Linked DNA regions of Sus scrofa: region 1 is linked to region 2. A link is a contact called in public Hi-C data. All regions are on one chromosome and are shown on one strand. Each heading gives the region's core, a stretch centred on a gene start, on an enhancer-like site or on the middle of the called end of the contact. The rest is flanking DNA. Distances are from core to core; before and after follow the strand shown.

The links. Hi-C and Micro-C count contacts between places; a contact is called where the count stands out from the background.
Region 1: a contact with region 2 is called in a Hi-C map of liver, with 1.9 times the contacts expected there. The contact joins the promoter of RPS21 here to the enhancer-like site in region 2. A contact is called at or near these places in 1 of 5 promoter capture datasets (liver), 8 of 47 Hi-C or Micro-C datasets (embryonic fibroblasts, epiblast stem cells, fetal heart ventricle and 4 more) and 1 of 2 datasets of contacts at active chromatin or transcription factors (skeletal muscle).

The regions. Positions count from the first base shown.
Region 1 is chr17:61,761,167-61,768,385 of Sscrofa11.1, forward strand. It overlaps RPS21 (ribosomal protein S21), which reads left to right and starts at 2,440. Exons shown (of 6, transcript NM_001097480.2): 1 at 2,440-2,467; 2 at 2,683-2,745; 3 at 2,829-2,892; 4 at 3,029-3,100; 5 at 3,454-3,509; 6 at 3,593-3,657. The coding sequence starts at 2,696. The coding sequence ends at 3,602. CABLES2 (CDK5 and ABL1 enzyme substrate 2) reads right to left here. Exons shown (of 10, transcript XM_001924509.4): 8 at 7,104-7,210; 9 at 6,001-6,205; 10 at 3,767-5,852. The coding sequence ends at 5,712.
Region 2 is chr17:61,715,785-61,722,341 of Sscrofa11.1, forward strand. It overlaps LAMA5 (laminin subunit alpha-5), which reads right to left. Exons shown (of 80, transcript XM_021078218.1): 14 at 6,547-6,557; 15 at 6,334-6,468; 16 at 6,122-6,259; 17 at 5,634-5,686; 18 at 5,003-5,102; 19 at 4,804-4,856; 20 at 4,609-4,714; 21 at 4,167-4,266; 22 at 3,885-4,041; 23 at 3,597-3,735; 24 at 3,248-3,390; 25 at 3,044-3,150; 26 at 2,797-2,950; 27 at 2,238-2,398; 2 more. Among named protein-coding and RNA genes, the nearest start is that of ADRM1, 26 kb to the left of the region's middle. Within about 2 kb of position 2,082, at least 10 of the 83 cell types and tissues checked have an H3K27ac peak or open chromatin away from gene starts, as enhancers often do. A contact at or near this core is called in liver, where this site is marked.

The DNA of each region.
Region 1 (7,219 bases), core at 1,190-3,689, 46 kb after region 2:
TTTGTTCTTCGGTTTTCGTTCCCTCTATACTCTGAACATTAACCCCTTATCAGATGTAAGTACCTTCTCCCATTCTTTGGGTTGCCTTTTTTTGGGCTGTCCTGCGGCACATGCAGTCCCAGGCCAGGGATCAGTTCTGAGCTGCAGCTGCTGCCCAAGCCTAACCTGCTGTGGCAGGCTGGGGATGGAACCTGCGCCCCAGCGCTCCCAAGATGCCGTCAATCCTGCTGTGCCAGTGGGGACTTTGCCTCTTCACTCTATTGATGGTGTCTTTGATGCACACATTTTTCAAACTTTGTCTTTTTTGTTGTTGCTGATTGTGTCTTTCATCTCATGTGCAAGAAAGCATCGCCAAGGCAAAGGCTGTGCCCTAAATTTTCCTCTAAGAGTTTCATTTTTACATTTGTGTCCTTGATTCATTTTGTGTTGATTTTTGCACGTGGCACAAAGGAAGGGGCCTGCTTCATCCTTTTGCACGTGGTAGCCAGTCTTTCCAGCACACTTGCTGCGAACACCACCCTCTTTTTTTTTTTTGGCTTTTTGTCTTTTCAGGGCCACACCCTCAACACATGGAGGTTCCCAGGCTAGGGGTCTACTTGGAGCTGCAGCTGTTGCCCTGAGCCACAGCCACACAGGATGCCAGCCTCATCTGCAACCTACACCACAGCTCACGGCAATGCTGGATCCTTAACCCACTGAGCGAGGCCAGGGATAGAACCGGCCACCTCACGGTTCCTAGTCGGATCCATTTCCGCTGTGCCACGACAGGAACTCCCCTTTCTCTCTTAAATGGTCCTGGCACTCTCATCAGAAATCACTTGACTGTATACACGAGGGTTTATTTCGGGGCTAAGACTCTGGCAGGCCCCTCTCTGCCACTCTCCTGCTACTCTGTCTCTTACCTTCCAGTTAGAGATAAATCTTTTTTAAAATTTATTTTTAGAAAATGGTATGGCTGCATGCTGCAGCATGTGGAAGTTCCTGGGCTAGGGATTGAAATCTATGCCACGGCTGCGGCAAGGCCGGCTCCTTTAACCCACTGCAATAGGCTGGGGGTGACCTGAGCCACTGCAGTCGACTCCTAACCCACTGTGCCACAGCAGTAACTCCTACAGAATCTCTTGAAGACCAGGCCTAGCTGGACAGGTAGGCCAGCTGTGCAGACCCCTGCCACAAACATAAACATGTAATACCTGTGCATGTGCTGGGGGGCCTGGACAAAGCACACCTCTCTCTCTCTTTCTCTCTCTCGGGGCTGGCACAGACACTGAGTGACCCTTCTACAAGGTGCTGGCCTTGGTGACCTCACGCCTGATACCCAGCCGCTGGAGTCCCATGGAAGCAACAGCAGACACGCTGCCCACCCAAACACAGGTATGAAGGAACTTGTGGCCTCAGTCCCCGCCAGGCCCAGAGCTCCACGGAAGTTGGCCATGATTCAGACAAGGCCCTGTGGGGCCAGGCTGATAGGGATCGTGTGCACGTTCACTGGCTTCGTACACCTACTATGTGCAGTCCCACTCGGTGAGCAGAGCCCGCCCTGGGAGAGCCCCCACCTGGGCGAGCCGAGACTCAGGTGCGGAAGTGATGGGGGAGACCAGACTTGGAGGATGGGAGGGTGGCAGCAGCGGGAGACAAGACGTGTGTGGCCTGGGGTCCATCCGGGAGGGGCCTTCCGTTTCATCGGAGATGAAGTCCCAAAGGGACAGGCTGCCGCGCACACACTCCCAGGAATGTGGGCAGGGGGCTCTGGGACACTAATTCTGCACTCTAGGAGTTTCCCGTTTTCTTCACTAACAAATTCCTGGCCGCAGGAATGGGCCTCTCCGTCAGTACTGCTCCATGGAGGTGTAGCGGGGGTGATGCGGTGGGGGAGAGTCCTGGGGAGGGGCCCGATGGTGCAGGGCAAGGGCTGTGGGGGCTCTGCCACTGGGCTTGGCCAAGCGCCTTCGCAGCTTGGTCCTGGTTTCCCGAGGGGTTGGCTTCTAATCCAGGGTGTCCCCCGCCGCAGCCCCGCCGCTGCTCCCGGCCTCCCTCAGGACCGCAGGGGCTCGCCGCACCCTTTGCTCTTATAACCCACGACGCCCCTCCTGCGTCCATCTCCGCGTTGCCTGGCTAGTTTCCCGGGGTGAGTCCCCGGCACGGTCTACACCTCTCACGTTCAGACGAGCGCGGTCCGTCCCAGCACTCCCGCGCCGGCCGCCAGCCCCGCACGCCAACCAGCCTGGGGGCGCAGCCGAGACGGCCAGGAGCCGCAGGGGGGCCGAGACCGCAGCGCAGACGCCCGGTGGCTCCCGCCCACCGGAAGCGGAAGTGCGTCGGCCCGGCCCGCACCGCTCTCCGCGCAGACTCGAGGCAGCGCGGGAGAACCGGAAGTACTCGCGAGGCCCCGCCCCCGTCCGCCAGTAGTGCTGCCGGGGGAACCGGCCCTTCCTTTCTGCGCTCGCGCTCATCGTGGTGACACAAGGTGGGCCGCGCGGCTGGGCTCGGGGCCTGGGCAGGGGGACCGCGCGGGGATCGGGGTTCGAGTCGGGCCGGGGGCACGGCGGGGGGGGTCGGGGCCTGGCCCGGGGGACCGCGCGGCTACCGGAGTCGGGCCTGGAAAAGGGCATGGCGCGGGGATCGGGTGGGTGGGAAGGGGCGCGCGGCCCTTTCCTTACGGCACCGCTTGGGGTCCCGCAGGCGTGCCTTCAACATGCAGAACGACGCGGGCGAGTTCGTGGACCTATACGTGCCTCGAAAATGGTGAGCGCTCCCCACCGCCCCGTAATCCCCCCAACCGCTCCCAGCGAGCCCCTCCCCGCTCACTGCCCTCCCGCCCCCCGCAGCTCCGCCAGCAACCGCATCATCGGCGCCAAGGACCACGCGTCCATCCAGATGAACGTGGCCGAGGTGAGTCGGGAGGATCTCTGCGCCGGGGAGGGCGCAAGGTCTGCCGGACTGGTCTGCGTGTTGACTTCTGAACCCCGGGCTTGGAGCTAAAGGCGTTCGGGTGCGCCTCTTCGTGACCCCCCTTCCTGACTTACAGGTTGACAAGGTGACAGGCAGGTTCAACGGCCAGTTTAAAACCTACGCCATCTGTGGTGCCATTCGCAGGATGGTGAGTGTCCCCTGGTCTCTTTCACTGGCCTTTTGAGCAGGGAAATGGTCTCTCCCTGCGTGTCCTCAGGTCTGAGCAGATGTGTTGACAGAACGGGCCAGAGCCTGTTGGACTGGACTGTGCTGCTGCCAGCCCCTTCCCGGGGGGAGGGAGGGGGGTGGAAGAGGGGTGCTTGGGGGTCCCAAGAAAGGGCCATCCTGATAAGAGACACAGATGGGCCTTGACCTCAGATCCCCAGGGCCTCTCCTGCACTGCCAAGTGTCTGCCCACTGCTGCTGTGCCTCCTGTGGTCCGGCTGGGCCGGGGTGTGGCTGGACCTCTGGGCAGTGGTCTCAGGGTGCTTTTCTTGCCAGGGAGAGTCAGACGACTCCATTCTCCGGCTGGCCAAGGCCGACGGCATTGTCTCAAAGTAAGAGGGTCGGCGTGTGGACAGAGGGCTGGGGGGGGGGCTTCTTCAGAAGCCAGATTTTCATATCTTTCTTCCTTTTCTAGGAACTTCTGACTGGCGAGGCTCACACATGTGGAATGTTTGTCATAAATAAATAGTGCAAGTCCGTCTGTTGTTTCACTGTCTGCTTGGGAGGGATGGTGGTCTCTCCTCTGGGCTCTGAGGGTCGGGGCTGGGGTATCTGCTGTGAGTGGAAGGGGCCTGTCACCTGAAAAGCATACTGCAAAACCAGATTTTACTTAAAAGCACAAGTACATGACTTTGCTAACAGATCCATGACACATGACTTAGGTCAGATGACCACTAAGCACACATTTAAATCCACAACACCTGCCCGGTGCTGAGGGGGCGGCACAAGGCCCTTGGACTCATGTCTGAGCAGGTTCGGGGGGGGGACAGTTTAGGCTGAAGTTAAATGCCTTAAATACTGGCTTCACTGGAGTACCACACAGTGGCAGCTCCTGACATCATTAAAAAGGGTGCAGCACACAAAGGGGAAGGTTACAGATGGGTTTGGTGAACGAGAAAACCTCACTACGTGGACACGCAAACTTAAATTACTCCAGCCATCCTAATGTCTGTATAGAAACCCCCAAGACGGGTCCCTTGAGGCTAATTGTAAACCAGCAACGTACAGTTTTGGAAGTCGGTCCCTTGCAGCACGTGTTCGTGTCCGTGGGACCTGTGATGGCAGGACAGGTCACCTAGAAGAGTTGCCTGGGGCCTAGCAGCTTCATCCTTCAAAACCCCCCTGGTGCACATCGGGTCCAGGGCGGTCTTGGGCAGGAGGACGGGGAAGAGGCACTCGGTAAACCCACGTGGGCTCTGTCTCTGGCCTGCTGTCCCCCTCAGCCCAACTGAGTGACTGAACACAGCAGGCAGGTGGGAGCAGGCCTGCAGGTGGCCGTCCCACACCTCTGCTGGGGTCTCAGCAGCTGCTGCTGGTTGAGTGCTGGCAACTCCTTTCTGCAAAAGCACCAGTCCACATGGGCAGAATGCAGGGTGGGGCTGTCCCAGAGCCCCTCCAGTGACAGCTTTCTAGGACAGCAGTAGGACAGCAGCTTCATGGCCCAGCCAACACAGTCATTTTTTTGTGAGCAGCCGACTCTCAAGGGAGAAACTCCTCCTTGGTCTTCAGTGTTCGGGCGGGCAGCAAAGCACACGCAAGAGCTGGAGACCGTGGTGTGGAGAAGCCACTTCGTGCCCGTGGGGAAAAGGCCCGGGCACCAGCCCTTCCAGGGAGGCAAGGCCGGGAAGTGATCAGTCTCCTCCTGCTTGAGGGTCAAGTGTGATTCAAGTCACAACTTCAGGTCTCTTTAACACGCTTTTGTTCCCTCAGGAAAAAAAGACCTACAGAAGCAAGTCCTACATGACAATAAATAATGGGTTTTCTCTGCAGTATTGCTCAGGAAGACCAAGAGCCAGCAACTCAGCCCTCCTGCAGGTCCCAAGTGTCATGGGCCGGTGGGGTGTTCCTGGTGAGACGCGTCCCTGCGTGTGGGGTGGGCTAGTGCCCGTACCAGAGGCCTGCTGGGGTGTGTGACAGTCGGGGCATCAGGGCTTCACAGTGACACGATCCTCGCAAGAACAGAGGCCCGAGAGTAAAAGCAAGATCAAGACCAGCCAGGAGTCCACTCGCCGGGGCCCAGGCTGATGCCAGAGCCTTGCCGGCGGAGGCGGGCGGTCAGGGTGGGGTGGAGGTGGGGCCGGCAACCCCCGAGGGGCTGCTGGGGCCAGTGCAGTTCCCACTTCTGAAAACCTGAGAGAGCCAAGATGAATGCTTTGTCAGGGTCACTCCAGCAATTCAGGGCGTCCAGTGAGCTCTGGAAACCCAGGTCTCCGCAGATGCTAGTGCAGTGACTACGGTGGTTTGCAGAGGGCTGGCTCACGCAAAGGAGAAAGGCGCTGAAGAGGCAGGATTCAGCCCCGCGCAGCGCACATCCACGTGCTGGTGCCAGACCCGTCTCAGGCACAGGGAAAGAAGAAGCAGTAACAAACCCCGCACTGGTTCGCGGAAGAACGCCAGGGGGCTCAGAAATACCGTGGCGGTGGGGAGTGTGCTTTGGCGTGGAAGCAGGCCCGCTCCGAGGAAGCCAAGGTGGAGGAGGCGGCACCGCCCGCGGGGTGCGCCCTGCAGCGCCCGCAAACGCCCGCGGCGGCCGGCTAGAACTGCTGCGTGAGGCGCCTGTAATGAGGTAAGACCTGGCTCTCGGGAAGGTAGAGAGCAAGTTCCAAGGCCACGAGCACCGTGAACTCAAACCCAATCAGATCCCGTCTGTTGAATCGAAACCTTTCTTCTAACTTCTGCGCAGAGAAAGAGAAAGGGGTTGAGTGGGCGGAGCCAGCACGGGGCGGGGCGGAGCCAGCGCGGGGTGGGGTGGAGCCAGCGCGGGGCGGGGCGGGGCGGGGCGGGAGGGCTGGGCGGGGCCGGGGCGGGGCGGGACAGACTCACGTCAATGAGCTGCTTCACGTCGCTCTTGCGCAGGTCGCTGCTGATCTTGGCCGCCAGCAGCACGCAAGCGCCTGCGCACAGCTTGCGGTTCTGCTTGTTGAGCTTGCCCTGCAGGACGAGCTTCTCGAAGTATACGTAGGCCATGGACACGGTCACGGGCTCCAGCCCACACTCCTCAGACAGGTTCCGCATCTCTCGTTTCAAACTGTGGGTTTACATGGGAGCCAAGGGCTGTGGGGCCAGGAAGTGGCGCTCCCTGATGTGCCTTTGGGCCCCTGGAAAAGTGACATTTCCTGCCGGAGGGCACGACCCCGTGTTCAGGCCCAGAGCTTGGCAGGCAGGCAGCAGCCTGGTCTTGGCCTCTGAGGCACCCCTCCACCTGTTCTCAAGAGGACCCCACAGAGGACTGAGTCCCTGTGCTCCTGGGGCAGCAGGGGTGGGGCTGGTGTGGGGAGGGAGCAGCAGTGCAAAGGCCCAGAGGTGTGGCGCTGATGGTGGTCTGGACCACTCGCTGTGGGGCTGGTCACAGTGCCCGCCTCACGGGCTGTGGGCACCTGTGAGGGGGAACTCCTGGGAAGGGCTGGCAGAAGCACCAAGAGGGCCTGACCTCCCGGGAGGCAGGACGGAGCTGCTGCTACTGGCCTGGCTGGCTGGCAAGGGTGGGCTTAGGAGGGATGCACTGAGCTTATGAAGCTCAGGAATCTACCGGAAACAGGAGAGCAGAGCCAACCAGGCCTGGCACAGGTTACGCATCAGAAGTGGTTTTTTTTTTTTTTGGGGGGGGGTGTCTTTTTGTCTTTTCTGGGGCCATACCCACGGCATATGGAGGTTCCCAGGCTAGGGGTCGAATCAGAGCTGCAGCTGCTGGCCACGGCCACAGCCACACCAGATTCAAGCTGCATCTGTGACCTACACCACAGCTCATGGTAACGCTGGATCCTTAACCCACTGAGTGAGGCCAGGGATCGAACCCACAACCTCCTGATTTCTAGTCGAATTCCTTAATCACTGCACTGAGCCATGACGGGAACTCCCAGAAGTGGGTTCGAGGAAGGCCTCGTCTCAGCAGCGGGCTCAGGGACGCCCGCCTCGGCCCCCCTTACCTCCTGATTTTGCTCAGCGTCAGCTTGATGTGTGGGAACTTCTCCCGGAAGGTCTCGTTCATGTCCTTCTTGAGGTCGGAGGGCTTCACGTACTCTATCACCGTGGTCTGCAACAG
Region 2 (6,557 bases), core at 832-3,331:
CCCTCCCAGCCCCACTACCTGCTGGGGCCGAAGGTGCCGTGGGTGCTGATGCAGTGGACGCGGGGCTCCAGGAACTCCGCGCTGAACGTCTCCACGGGCACCAGGGTGACGCTGTGCTGCAGGCAGGGGACAGGTGTGCATGCAGAGGGCAGGCCAAGCCCGTCCACACCCACACCCAGCCTGGTCCTGCGCTTCACACCACACCCCCAACTCCCACTCCACCCGCCTCCTCCGGCTGCACACACCCGGCCCGTGCCTATGGTTTTGAGGTCCTAGAGCACCTGCCGGCTCCCCCAGGCTCCTTCTCCCACCGTGCACCCACCACCCTCTGTGGTTACAGGGGTGGGACCGGCCCAGGCAGGAGCTCAGCAGGCATCTCTGCCCTGAGCCAGCTGCCACCGTGCAGGAACACGTGTGACAAATTTGGTCACACGCCACCACGGCACGTCCCAAAAACCCTACAGTGAACACAGTGCCGCGTGACCACGGGGACAGCACCATCCACCCCCGAAATGGCATCGGCAAAAGCATCAGAAAGAACACCTGTGTGACCCTGGGGACAGCACCATCCACCCCCGAAATGGCATCGGCAAAAGCATCAGAAAGAACACCTGTGTGACCCTGGCTACGGAAAGTTCCAGAACAGGCAAACTAGGCGGAGCTGCCCATGTCCGGAGAGGGCTGCCCTGGGGGCCCGAGGGGCGTCTGGGGTGGAGCCATGTCACTGCCTAACCCAGCTCCAGGCAGGTGGGAGGAACGCGCCGGGCTGTGCACTGTGGGTACAGCTCCATGGAAAGTTAAAAAAAACCCAACATGACCTAGTCCCCAGTTGCAGTGCTGTGTGCGCCTGAGGGGGTCTGACACCGAGAAACCAGGGAAAGCAACGTAATTCGTGTTACGGTGTCACTCCGCGACCTGGAGGGAATGGGCTGGAGAGTGGAACGAGGAGACGTGACAGATGGGACAGAGGATCACGTTTTTTGTCGCAATTCAGTATTTTTTTTTTGGCTTCACTCGTGGCATGTAGAAATTCCCAGCTCAGGGATTGAACCTGTGCCCCAGAAAGCAGCAACCCCGAGCTGCTACAATGACAACGCCTGATCCTTAACTTGCTGTGCCATTCAATGTTTGATGCTTTTTATAAAAACGCAGGCACGGGAGTTCCCGTCATGGCAGCGGAAACAAATCTGACCAGCACGTGAGGACACAGGTTCGATCCCTGGCCTTGCTCAGTGGGTTAAGGATCCTATGTTGCCATGAGCTGTGGTATAGTTTGCAGATGCGGCTCCGACCCAGTGTTGCTGTGGCTGTGGCATAAGCCAGAAGCTACGGCTCCGATTTGACCCCTAGCCTGGGAACATCCATACGCTGCAGGCGCAGCCCTAAGAAGCCAAAAAAAAAAAAAAAAAAAAAAAAAAAAAAAAAAAAATGCAGGCATACGTTACTCTGATAGAAGTTTTAAAGGCCTAGGAGACACAACGTGGAGAGGCTGTATAATCCTCTGATGAGAACAAACATCACCTGTCACACCCCTTTACCACGTATGCCGGGTTCTGGGCATCGGAACCAGGTTAATATTGCACAGAGTTCAGCGATTACAAAACAGGTCTGCATGCGTTTAGTCTTGGGATTTAATTTTCAACCCTGTGAGGCTGACACAGAAGCGAGTTCATGACGCCAGTGAATTCCAAGCTACAGGACCCACAGGAGGGGCCCTGCTCGCACGGTGTTGTTTTTGTAAATTAGACCAACAAGCGGCCTTTCACTAAGATGGCTATTTCTTTCTACTTTGACTTCAACGCGTCAGAGTTCCCCTGACGTGGCGTGGGCATTACTTACAAATGTGCATTTTACACCCACAGGGCAAAGCTCCTGCAGGTGAGGGGGGTGCTGGAAGAGCCCCATCCCGGCCCGCCCTAACCTCCGACACGGAGCGCATCACACGCTCTGTGACTGTCTAAAGACGCTGCAAAGACCTGAGCCCGGGGCAAGTCCCGCCCAGCCCGCCCCCTCGTGTGCAGGTGAGGGGCGGGGCCTCACCAGGAAGAAGCGGGCCTGCTCAGCCATGAGCCGGACGCTGGCCTCTGTGTCCAGGAGGAAGACCGCCAGGTGGCGCTGGTCGTCCATGGCAGCGCCCCGGCACAGGGTGCTGGGGATGGGGCGGGTGGTCAGCAGGCAGCCCTGGGACCCCGAGCCCTCCCACCCCGCCCCCAGACTTGAAGCCTCCGCCCACACACCTGTACGGGCAGGGGTGGAGGGTGAGGGACCCCCGCTGGAGGGCCTGCTGGGGGCTGTGCACAGCCACGTCCACCTCCTGGCGGCCGTCCTCGTTGACGTACTCCACCACCAGGGCGTAGCGGCCTGGCTGCGGCACTGCCACCTGAAGCTGGACATCCACCTGGGGGGACAGGGCGATGGGAGGCCCGGCCCCGGCCCCCACCTGGAGAACCTGGTGCTCCTGGAATGGTCCTCGCACCCTCTGCCCGCACAGCCTCTCCCCCGGGCTCAGGGCCTGTGCACCTCGCCAGCCTGCTGCTCAGGGTGCTTTTCTTGCAGCCACGCAGCCTCCCCTGCCCACCTGTGGCCTCATCGCCACAGAGCGCCGGGTACCCAAAGCGAACCAGGGACCCGACACCTCCTCCCAGCCAGCTGGAGGGCTGGGCCACTGGGACCCCATTTACAGACGAGGCCCTCGAGCTGGCCTTGAGCACTCGCTCCAGTGACCATGTTCTGCCCACGTCACACCTCCCCAGGTCCCGACCCTGCCTGCCCCCACGGGGTCCCGGGGACACGCACGTCTGTGCCCTGGCAAGCAACCAGCGGCGGATGCGAGGGCCCGAGCTGCTCCGTGGGGCAGGGCCGGGGGAGGCTGTTGTCATGGCGACACAGGGCCTCGGGCCCAGCGGCCGAAGGGAAGCCGTCCAAGGGCAGGTGGGTGTAGAGGAGGCAGCTGGGTGGGGGCGCACAGACCGTGGTTGGCAGGCGGCCGGAGCGCCATGAGGGTCAGACCGGCCCCCACCCCTGCCCCCGCCCCAGCCCTCACTTCTCCCCGGAGCGCTGGGCAGTGGGCCGGAACGTGCAGGGCTCGGTCACCCGCAGCTGCAGGAGGGCCGCCTCGTAGTAGGCGCTGGGCAGCAGGACCACGTAGTCCTGGCGGGTGGGGCGGGGTGGAGTGGGGGTTAGACGTCCTGGCCCCAGCCCCGGCCCCAGCCCAGGGCCTGCCCCATCCCGCTCAACCCCATCTCACCAGGAGCACCCCTTCGGCTTCCACCAGCAGGGCCCAGGTGCCAGGGTTCAGCACAAAAGGCTCCCCGAAGCCCCTCTGGGGCACGGTGACGAAGGCGGGCTCCGTGCTGGGTGGGAAGGCCACGGGCTGGCTCTGCTCTGTGCCTGGGGGCAGGGACAGTGACCTCCTGGACATGGGCACGCCACCCCAGGCTACGCCTCCCCCAGGGCCCCCCTCATGCATGGGGGCGAGGCAGGGGCTGAGTGATGGAGGTGGGGTGGGAAGGGGCATGAGGGGGATGGGGAGCCGTGGGCAGGGGGCTGTGGGGTGGACCTTCCACGCCCCGCCCCCCGCCAAACCCCGCACTCACAGTTGGTGCAGGTGGCAAACTTGCCCTGGTCTCGCACGGAGACCCGCCCGCTCACGCCCGTGGGCCCGCGGTTCACGTATCGGAAGACAAGTCGGAAGAGGTCAGGGGAGGTCACATTCAGCCGTGCCACGATCCTGGGCTGGGGTGGGGTGCGCGTGGAAGGTCGGGGCTGCCCCTCCCTGGCCGTCTCCAGTCTAGCCCCGTGACCTGGGGGCCTGCCTGCCACCCACCCTGCCTGCCACGCCGGGAACTCTGAGCCGGGCCGGGGTCGGGGAGCACGGCACCCACCTGGATGGGTGTCATCTGCGCATAGCCCCTCCAGCTGAAGCCCTCGAACTCCAGGGGGTTAAAGCCGAAGCGCACGGCGTGGCCCTCGGGCGTCGCCGCCTCCTCCAGCTCCAGGCGCAGGTGGTGCAGGTCGGGGAGGTAGTGGCCCCGAGCCGGCCTGGCCACGGCAAGGGCAGTCAGAGTGGCCGTGACACAGTCTGGGCAGGGCAGTCCCCAGGGAGAAGTCCAGTGACAACTGCTGCCCCCCACCTCCCCCCGCCCAGCCAGGGTGGGGGCACGCACTCGCTGCAGGTGGGGCCCTGGGTGTTGGGGCGGCACAGGCAGGCGCCAGTCCTCAGCTCACAGCCCTGGCCCAGGGCACCGCCCACGTCGCACCGGCAGCCTGGCACAGGACAGAGCAGGGTCAGTGCAGCCCAGCCCCCGCCCCACCCGGCCTGGGTGCTCCTCCCACCGCCCCCGGCTCAGGGCTCTGCTCCATGCACCCTCCATCCAGCGCAGCACAGACTGGGAAGCCAACTTCACCTGCGGCTGGGGGTGCCTGGGGCTTTGGGGCAAGGGCACTGGGATTGATTAGTGATGCCTGCCAGGGACACGGATGGGGGGAAGGAGCACAAACTGCCTCCTCTCTCCTGTGGCTCCCCTCTGCTGGGTCCTTGCCCCATCCGACTCTCTCTGGGCCTTGGCCTCCCCCAGGACATGGTCCAAGGGCCAAGTGGGCACTGACCACGACAGCCAAAGTAGTCAGCCTGGTCCAGCCCGAAGAAGCCCTCCTTGCAGGCAGAGCAGGTCTGGCCGCACACATGGGGCTTGCAGAAGCACTGGCCGTTGCCCTGGGGGCCGAGAAAGAAGGTGGGACCAGATAGGGGAGGGTCCCTGCACGCTGCTCCCATGCCCCCCCCACCTTTGCCCTCAGACTCACCGGCTGGCACTCAGCAGCTCCGCCCAGGGTGCCCCTGGGGTCACAGCTGCAGCCTGGGGGAGGGGCAGAGCAGGCCTGAGAGCCAGGGAGGGGCAGGAGGGCCCGGACTCCCCTGACTTCAGACGCTATGGGGCCAACCTTCACCTGCCCACCACCCGGGATCCCCCAGCACCCCAATACCAACGCAGAGAAGACTCACGGGTGCAGCCCTCGGGGTTGCTGGGACTCAGCCCCCAGAAGCCGGCTTTGCAGCGATCGCAGCTCGGCCCTTCCACGTGAGCCCGGCACAAACAGGGGGCCTGTGCCCGGGGGGGGGATGACAGGGAGGGTCAGAGTGGGTCCTTTTTTTTTTTTTTTTTTTTTCTTTTCTTTTCTTTCTTTTTGCTATTTCTTGGGCTGCTCTCGCGGCATATGGAGGTTCCCAGGCTAGGGGTCCAATCGGAGCTGTAGCCACCAGCCTACTCCAGAGCCGCCACAGCAATGCAGGATCCGAGCCGCGTCTGCGACCTACACCACAGCTCACAGCCACGCCGGATCGTTAACCCACTGAGCAAGGGCAGGGACCGAACCCGCAACCTCATGGTTCCTAGTCGGATTCGTTAACCACTGCGCCAGGACGGGAACTCCCCAGAGTAGGTCCTTGTCCTCCTACCCACAAGCCCTCAGCCCTGGAGCCCTGTCTCTTCTCTGGCATGACCCTGCAGTGGGGACAGAGGACCAGCCGGGGGAACGAGTGGGCCCTGAGGTTGCCGTGGCAACCGAGCAGTAGAAGACGCGGTGGCCTCTCGGGAGGTGGTGGCCTTGGACCCAGAGGGCTGCCCTGGGCTCACCTCAGGAAGGACGCGATCGGCCGGGATCAGGCCGGCGGGGTGGCAGGAGCCAGCTGCAGAGAGATGACCAGGCCCCAGTCACTAGGCGGTCACGGACCCGGATGGCCAAGGGCTTCCCTAGGCCCTGCCAGGACCCGAGGCTCCCTGGGAGGCAGCACACACACGTCCCACACATGGGAACAGGCGTGAAATTACGTGTGCCTCCCTGCCCTGGTCCCCGGGGCCGAGGGCGTGTGCTGCCGCACCATCCAGCACAAGGCTATGAACGTACCATGAGCACACACACACAGACATGCGTGTGAACAGTCATGTGTGCACACGCGTGCACAAGGCCCACGAACACAGCACGTTCGAGCCACGGGTAGCGGCGCACGGACACTCGCGGGAACGTAGGGAGTGATCCCCGTGCATGCACGCGCGCGAGCACGCAGCACAGGGACGATCACGGGGCCACGCAGCACAGGGCACACGCACGGCGCCGGCCTCACCTTCGCAGTGGGGGAAGTTGTAGGCGCCGGGCTCACACGAGTCACACCGCAGCCCCGTCACTCGGGGGCGGCAGCTGCACTGACCGCTCCGGGGGTCGCAGGCTGAGTGCAGGGAGCCTTCGGCGGAGCAGTGGCAGGCTGGGGGCGGGGACAGGGTATGGGCACGAGCACGTGGTGGGGTCGCCACCCTCCTGCCCCCACAAGGCACTCACGGGCACAGTCGGGGAAGCCGTGGAAACCGGGGCTGCACTCCTGGCAGGTGGCACCTGCATAGCCGGGGCGGCAGCGGCACAACCCACCGGCGCCACAGAGCTGGTCCAGGGCGCCCCGGGGGTCACAGGCGCAGGCTGCAAAGGACTCGGGTTCAGGCACCTGAGGGTGTGGCCCCCCACCCGGCGCGGACCCCACCCCAGCCCACTGCTCACCATGGCAGTCA